2 separate regions of the Sus scrofa genome follow, and region 1 is linked to region 2. The links are chromatin contacts, called in public Hi-C maps. All regions are on one chromosome and are shown on one strand. Each heading gives the region's core, a stretch centred on a gene start, on an enhancer-like site or on the middle of the called end of the contact. The rest is flanking DNA. Distances are from core to core; before and after follow the strand shown.

The links. A called contact is a pair of places that touch in the nucleus more often than the background predicts.
Region 1: a contact with region 2 is called in a Hi-C map of fetal liver, with 2.1 times the contacts expected there. The contact joins two enhancer-like sites. A contact is called at or near these places in 24 of 47 Hi-C or Micro-C datasets (alveolar macrophages, blood, brain and 13 more) and 2 of 2 datasets of contacts at active chromatin or transcription factors (alveolar macrophages and skeletal muscle).

The regions. Positions count from the first base shown.
Region 1 is chr6:15,010,214-15,013,622 of Sscrofa11.1, reverse strand. It overlaps DHX38 (pre-mRNA-splicing factor ATP-dependent RNA helicase PRP16), which reads right to left. Exons shown (of 27, transcript XM_021093857.1): 19 at 3,189-3,301; 20 at 2,361-2,569; 21 at 2,105-2,259; 22 at 1,524-1,679; 23 at 1,297-1,431; 24 at 992-1,117; 25 at 399-494. Among named protein-coding and RNA genes, the nearest start is that of DHX38, 14 kb to the right of the region's middle. Within about 2 kb of position 1,397, at least 2 of the 83 cell types and tissues checked have an H3K27ac peak or open chromatin away from gene starts, as enhancers often do. A contact at or near this core is called in fetal liver, where this site is marked.
Region 2 is chr6:14,891,858-14,895,081 of Sscrofa11.1, reverse strand. The region is part of intron 1 of IST1 (IST1 homolog); the gene reads right to left. Among named protein-coding and RNA genes, the nearest start is that of ZNF821, 23 kb to the right of the region's middle. Within about 2 kb of position 1,966, at least 9 of the 83 cell types and tissues checked have an H3K27ac peak or open chromatin away from gene starts, as enhancers often do. A contact at or near this core is called in fetal liver, where this site is marked.

The DNA of each region.
Region 1 (3,409 bases), core at 148-2,647, 120 kb before region 2:
ACATTCGAGAATCTGTGGGTGAAGAGACACACTGTCTGAGACGGCCTTTAAAATATCCCAGGAAAAAAACTGATGTGCGTGGAGTGGGGGTGGGAATGAGAGCAACACAGGTGGCAGAACGCTGATGATTACGGAGGCTACATGAGGAATTCATGGCTTGTTTTTTTCCAGTTTTATGGACATTTGGACTTTTCCATAATTGTTTTTTTAAGGCTCAGCAGATCAAGCAACTGGAGTAGGTGGGAGGACATGAGACAGACCAGCCTGCTGGATCACAGCTTTGATGTTTGAGGGAGAATAAGGGCAGTCAGATGATGCTCTACCTTTGATACCAGGCCGAGGGCAAAAGGGACCCCAGAGCCGAACAGGCCCTCCTGAGAAGAGTGCAGGATCCTTACCTGCCGAGACTTTCCTGCCTGCTTCACGCTGTAGAACATGGGGCCCAGCTCTGCCAGCCACTCTCCGTCCACAGCAGTCACACACTGCATGTACTCCTGCAAGCAGAAGGGCCACAGGGGGCGGTCACAGAAGGGCCACTGCTTTGAGGTGTCCCTCCCACAATCAGGATTTCTGTGGGAAGGGCCCCTGCCCCCAGCCCTGTGAGACTGAAAAAAGCAAGGAAAAGCCCTAGACACTGGAATTCTAATCCCTTCTCCCACCCAAATTCCTCCATGCTTGAGAAAAAGCTCCCTGGTATCTAAAAGAAAAGGCCCACCCCTCAGAAAACCCTTCTAACAACAGCATAAGGGGTTGCTTGTCCCAGGCAACAAGCAGGAAACAATCCTGCCAGCACAGCCAAGGGCATTGTAATCTAGAGGACAACTCTGTATACATTTCCCCAAACAGCCGACTGAAAACCAACTCCCCTGAAAGCAACGCATGTGGCTTCAAGGCTCCTAAGCTCAAAGGTCATCACAGGAGTCAAGGGTTACAAAGGCCTGGCCCAGTCCGGTGGGCCTACGTCATGCAAGCTGCCTCGGCAAAGACTCACCTTGGTGGTCATGACCAACTCATGATAAACAATGTAGTCTGGGGTGTAGCCCATTCCAAAGAGGGAGCTGGTGGGATGCAGGTGGCAAGGCATACCTGTCCGGATATTCACATACTCCCCAATTCCCTAGGGAAGAGACCCAGCAGGTGACCGCATCAGCAAAACACCCCACACCTGGCCAGCTACCCCATCCCTTCATACTGTTTTGACACCGGCTTTTGGGGGAGCCCCAGGGTTGCAGGCTGTACAATGAGAAAGGAAGAACTCTGCCCTGGTACAAAGCATCAGGCCAGGAAGGGGCTCACCTTGAGCTTGGCTGCCTGGTGAAAATAAGCAGCACAGATACACTTCCTGACAATGTCCCAGTCGGTGCCACACGAGGCCAGGCTCATCCGCTGCTGCACCATGATGTCCTTGAGCTGAGCCCGCACCTCCCGGACCTAGAGCAGGACACAGGCGGACAAGCAGAGCCCTCTCCCCTGCCTCCCACCCCTCGTCCTGACACCCGGTTTATCTGGGCCAGTGCCCCCACCTTTCGCATGGCCTTGGCATGGATGAAATGATCGTTACACCAGATGGTAGAGTAATTATTGTTTTTCCACTGCAAGTAAACATTCAGGTAGGTCAGATGGTCGCTCTCAGGGACAGCAAACTTCTCCCGGATTTGATCGCTCTCCTCCTCTCGGCCCTGGGGAGGAAAAAGGGCCTTTACTCCAAGCACAGGGGAGTCCAGGCCTACTGAGAAGAGCCATCCCACACTATCACCCACTCGCACACACAACTTAAAACACATCCATATGGTGCCTGACAACATAGAAAAAAATTAGTTTAAAACGAAATACTTCATCTAAAATGTGAGGGCTCTGGGACAACCATACTAGGAAAAAATGATCTTGCGAATATTTCCAAACTCTCCCTGAGAGCAACGGATCTAGCCCATCCCTTCCCCTACTGCTTAACATAAAACAGCAAAATCCCTCTTTGGAAACGTTGATTCCTGCCCCTCCGTTCATCTTAATACAATACAGAGAGAAACCACTCCCCTCTCTCAACCGTTCTCAAGCCCCTAACCGCCAAGGCCTCTGGGAAGACGCGCTGGGCAGCATCTCCCACCTTGGGCCTGTAGAAGATGGCTGGGACCGAGAGCATGGAGACGATGAGCAGGATCTCAGAGCTGCAGCCCATGTCGCAGGACACAATGAGCATCTTGGACAGGGCTGGGTCCAGCGGGAACTCCACCATGAGCCGCCCAGTCGAGGTCAGACCACCTGGGACAGAGGAGCAGATCTAGCCAACTGATACGGTGCCAGAAGAGGGAGAACCCAGACACCAGAGCCCATGAGGCCTGCCCAGCTCCTGGCCGCAGCACCTGTGTTGTCCAGGGCCCCGAGGATCCAGAGCTGATACATGGAGTTGAGCATGTTGTCCTCCGGGGGCGGGTCCATGAAGTGGAACTGCAGCAGGTCCTGCACCCCCAGGGACTTGAGCAGCAGCACCACGTTGGCCAGGTTGGTCCGCTGGATCTCAGGCACCGTGGTGGTCAGGAGCTCGTTCTTGTAGGCACTCTGGGTGTAGAGCCTGCAGGGACCGACGCCATGGGCAGTGCACCCAGAGCAGCCAGTGCAGAGAAAAGCCTCCTGCCTTCCCCCACCTCCTTTTCTCTCTGAATCACAAATCTCCACCTATTAAAAACTCAGTCCTGCCAATTCACTGTCTGCTCAAGTGTCCTATGTGCTTGGCTTCATTTCTGGAACCAAGGATCCTGGGACTAGAATTATGGCTAAATTTTTTCTTTTTTTTTTTTCCCCCTGTATTTTCTGAATTTCTGTAGTGAATCCATTATTTTTTAAAAACAGAACAAAAAAGAAAGACAGAATAACTGGAGAAGTGAAAAAGAACCCATGATGTAATGTGTTCAAACGTATCTCCTGGGGGAGGAAGGCTGCAATTACTGGTCACCTGCTACAGGTACATTCTACAGAGGTCTTCCTCCAACCCAAGGCTGCTCACCCCCAGGGCTGCCTGGAGAGGTGACTTCTTCCACTCAGCAGCATAGGATGAGGGAACCAACAGGGGCAGGCCCTCCATGGGTCCCCAGCCTCTAGGATCAGCAGCATCTCTCAGGCGGCTCACAGTCCAAGCCTGCCTGCCCCAACTTGGGCTCCACCCCGGGAAGCAGGCAGCCCAGAACTCCTACCTGAAACACTGACCTGGGCCCGTCCTGCCAGCTCGCCCCGACCTCTGGTTGGCATTGGCCTGGCTGATGGGGTAGATCTGCAGAGCATCCATGCCAATCCTGGGGTTGAAAACCTAGGAGGGAGCAGCGAAGATGTGATTAAGCACAAAGTAAGAGGGAAAGGGGGGGCATCCTTCACACAGAGACAAACCCTGGCAGCTACACATCACAGAGTAAAGGAT
Region 2 (3,224 bases), core at 717-3,216:
GCCCATAGGAGACAACTGGCAATGACTAGAGACATTTTGGGTTGTCATGATTGGAGGCCACGCTACTTGTATCTGGTGGATAGAGGGCAGTGACACTATTAAACATCCGACAATGAACAGGACAACACCCAACCCCAAACAAAGAATATCCAGCCCCAAATGTCAAAGGTTCCAGGATAAAAAAACCTAGAAAAGAGACATGCAATCTGACTAGGGATGTTACAGAATGCTCTCTAACAGAAGAAAAAGCCCAAACCAAGTCCTGAAGGACAAACAAGATATGCATGAGGTAAAAAGAGGATGAGACTATCCTAACCCAGGACGAAGAGGTGGGGAGTGTTGTATGTAAAATCCAAGTACCAGAGAGAAGAAGAAGGTTTATGAGAAACACAAGTTTAGTACAGTTAAAGCATGGCATTAATTATAGCTAATGTCACACACCTCATAATCCTAAGTTTAAAACTTCGATTCAACAACTATAAGATGTCTGGTGCTATAGGAGGTTCTAGTGCTGACAAGCTACAGACACTATCTTTATTCTCCAAGTATTCAAAACCAAAAATGGTTGAGAAATAGAAAGACAGCCAGAAAAACAGTAACTATTACAGTCATTTCTTCTACCAGACACTTGCCCAATAAGAGTAACAAGTCAGCAGAGATAAGAAAAAACCTAAGTGCATCCGAACTCTTAAACGCAAGTGAATGATCTTAGTCATATAGTGCAACACTATTTGAGACACTAAAAATTGTAGTATGACATACATAAATGTTTTAAATGATCAAAATTGATACAAATGTTTAAATGTAATTTCTCTGCACCATAGTTGACGTACAATGATGTATTACTTTCAGGTATACACGAAAGGGAATCAGTTGTATAGGTAAATATATCTATTGGGACTGTGTGGACATGATACAGGGTCCGTGAGGATGGGTTTGATCCAAAGAATCACTCAGTGGGTTAAGGATACCAAGTTGCAGAGAGCTGAAGTGTAGGTCACACAGACCAAACGGCTCCCATCTGGCTACGGACATGGCTGTGATGAAAGCTGGCAGCTCGGCAGTGCCCATTCCACAACTAAATGCACCGAAAGCTGGAAAACCAGGAATACACAGGCCAAAAAAGAAGCCAAAGTGATAACTTTGCAGGGAAGAACACTGAAAGCTAGTCTTCACCTGGCAGTCATTTGACAAGTGAGGAGGCAAACTTGAGCTCTATCTTCCTCGGTCCTGAAATCACAGGCACCTGGGGACCAAACTCAAAGCCCATCCAAAGCAGGGTCTCTAACAGCCCTCTGGTGGGCGGGGGGGCCGCGCATGGGCACAGACACACACACACACACAGGCCGATTGGAACTGGGACTCCAGGTGTCAACACCCTCCTGGTCGAGACTGCAAGGTAAACTGCCCGTTCCAATCCTTGGCCACGAGGGGAAGACATGGAAAAGATCACCCACGAGAAATGAGGACCACGAGCCGGTCCCTCTGTGGCTCTGCAATGTGAATTCACAGTGCCTGGGTGCGCCCCAAAACTGCAAGCTAAAAATCTACTTTATGTTGGTCCCAGGTTAATGGTGTTTCCAGGCACCTGGTAGAAGCAATCACAAATCCTGCCTGGAGGAAACGACCTTCCTAAGAAGAGTGGACTCGCAGTCTTGAATCACAAAACATATATAGAAAAACAGGGAGCCATGAATGACCCTGCATGATGTATGCAGGTCCAACCACACTGTACACCTGAAACTTATACCCAGGGCTCTACTCAATCATTTCTCCCCAAACTCTGGAATGAGGAAAAGAAGCAAAAACGTCTGGAGCCAGACACCTCAGGTCTCACAAAGGGGGATTGGGCGATGAACTCTGCCCGCTTCTATCAACCGGTGAGTCTATGCCACCCCTCTCTTCCAGGCTACAGAGGGAGCTGAGTTGGGATGGGCAAGAAGAGGGAGACTTCTTCAGAAGGGCAAGCCCGCCACCTTGTGGCCAATGTGAGGCACTACCATCGTCCCAAGATGAATGTCGGACAGACAGTAGGAGTCAAAACTGCATGATCAGATTCATAGCGACCTCAAACGGGGAGCTCTCAAACCCGGAATTTACCATTAAACGTCTAATATGTTTCCAAAACGATTTTCACTCACTCAAGGAGGGGCTGAGTGCATGAGCAGAGATGAAGATCTTTAAAACGTCCCGCTGTGGCTCAGTGGTAACAAACCGGAGTAGCATCCACGAGGACGCAGGTCTGATCCCTGGGCCCCCTCAGTGGGTTTTAAGCGTCTGAGTTTGTCGTGAGCCTCGAGGCAGGCACACGACACGGCTCCCATCTGGCTCTGGCTGTGGCAGAAGCAGGCAGCTCGGCAGCTCCCACTCAACCCCTAGCCCGGGAACTTCCACATACCACAGGGGTGGTCCTTAAAAAGAGAAGAAAAAAAAAAGCATGTTGCAAAGATAAATCCAACTTGTGAATAAAGTTGAAAATATTCAAATGAATTCTATATTTTTTCTTTTTCTTTTCTTTTTTTTGCTTTTCAGGCCCGTATCCAAGGCATGTGGAATATCCTGGTGGTGAGGTAAAATTGCAGCTACCATTGCAGGCCTACACCACTGCCAGAGAAATGTAGGACCCAAGCTGGGTCTGTGACCTGCACCACAGCTCAGGGCTATGTGGGATCCTCAAGCCACTGAGCAAGGCCTGGAATGGAACTTGAATCCTCATGTACACTAGATGGATTCTGTTCCATGGGCCAGAATGGGAACTCCAGTTAGGTCTACATTTCGCTGTTAATCTCTTGGCAGAGAATGTGTGGAGGAGTTTCACTCCCTCAAAATCCTACTACAAGTGTATTGTAGAAAGCAGGTAAAAACGAACACATATTACAAGTATTATGATTCAGTAACAACATTTATTTTTTCAAATTTACAAAAGTGAATAAAATCATAGGCCCTTTCAAGAAGTCTAACAATCAGGAGACCAGCTAGAAACACACTGTATCCACACCTGCGTGATGTGGGGAGAATTTTAATAAGCTCTTACTTACAAAGGTGTGCATAACGTTTAGAGAAACCAACAAAGGACAGTGTATCGCCACAGAACCATTAACAGCTTTAGGTCTGAAGGGGAAAGATGAGGAAATGGAACCCTCTAGAGGATCACTATAGGGAAAGGGCCACCAAATAAGAATCACTGGTAGAGGCATGCAGACAACTTGCAACAACCTCGCCGG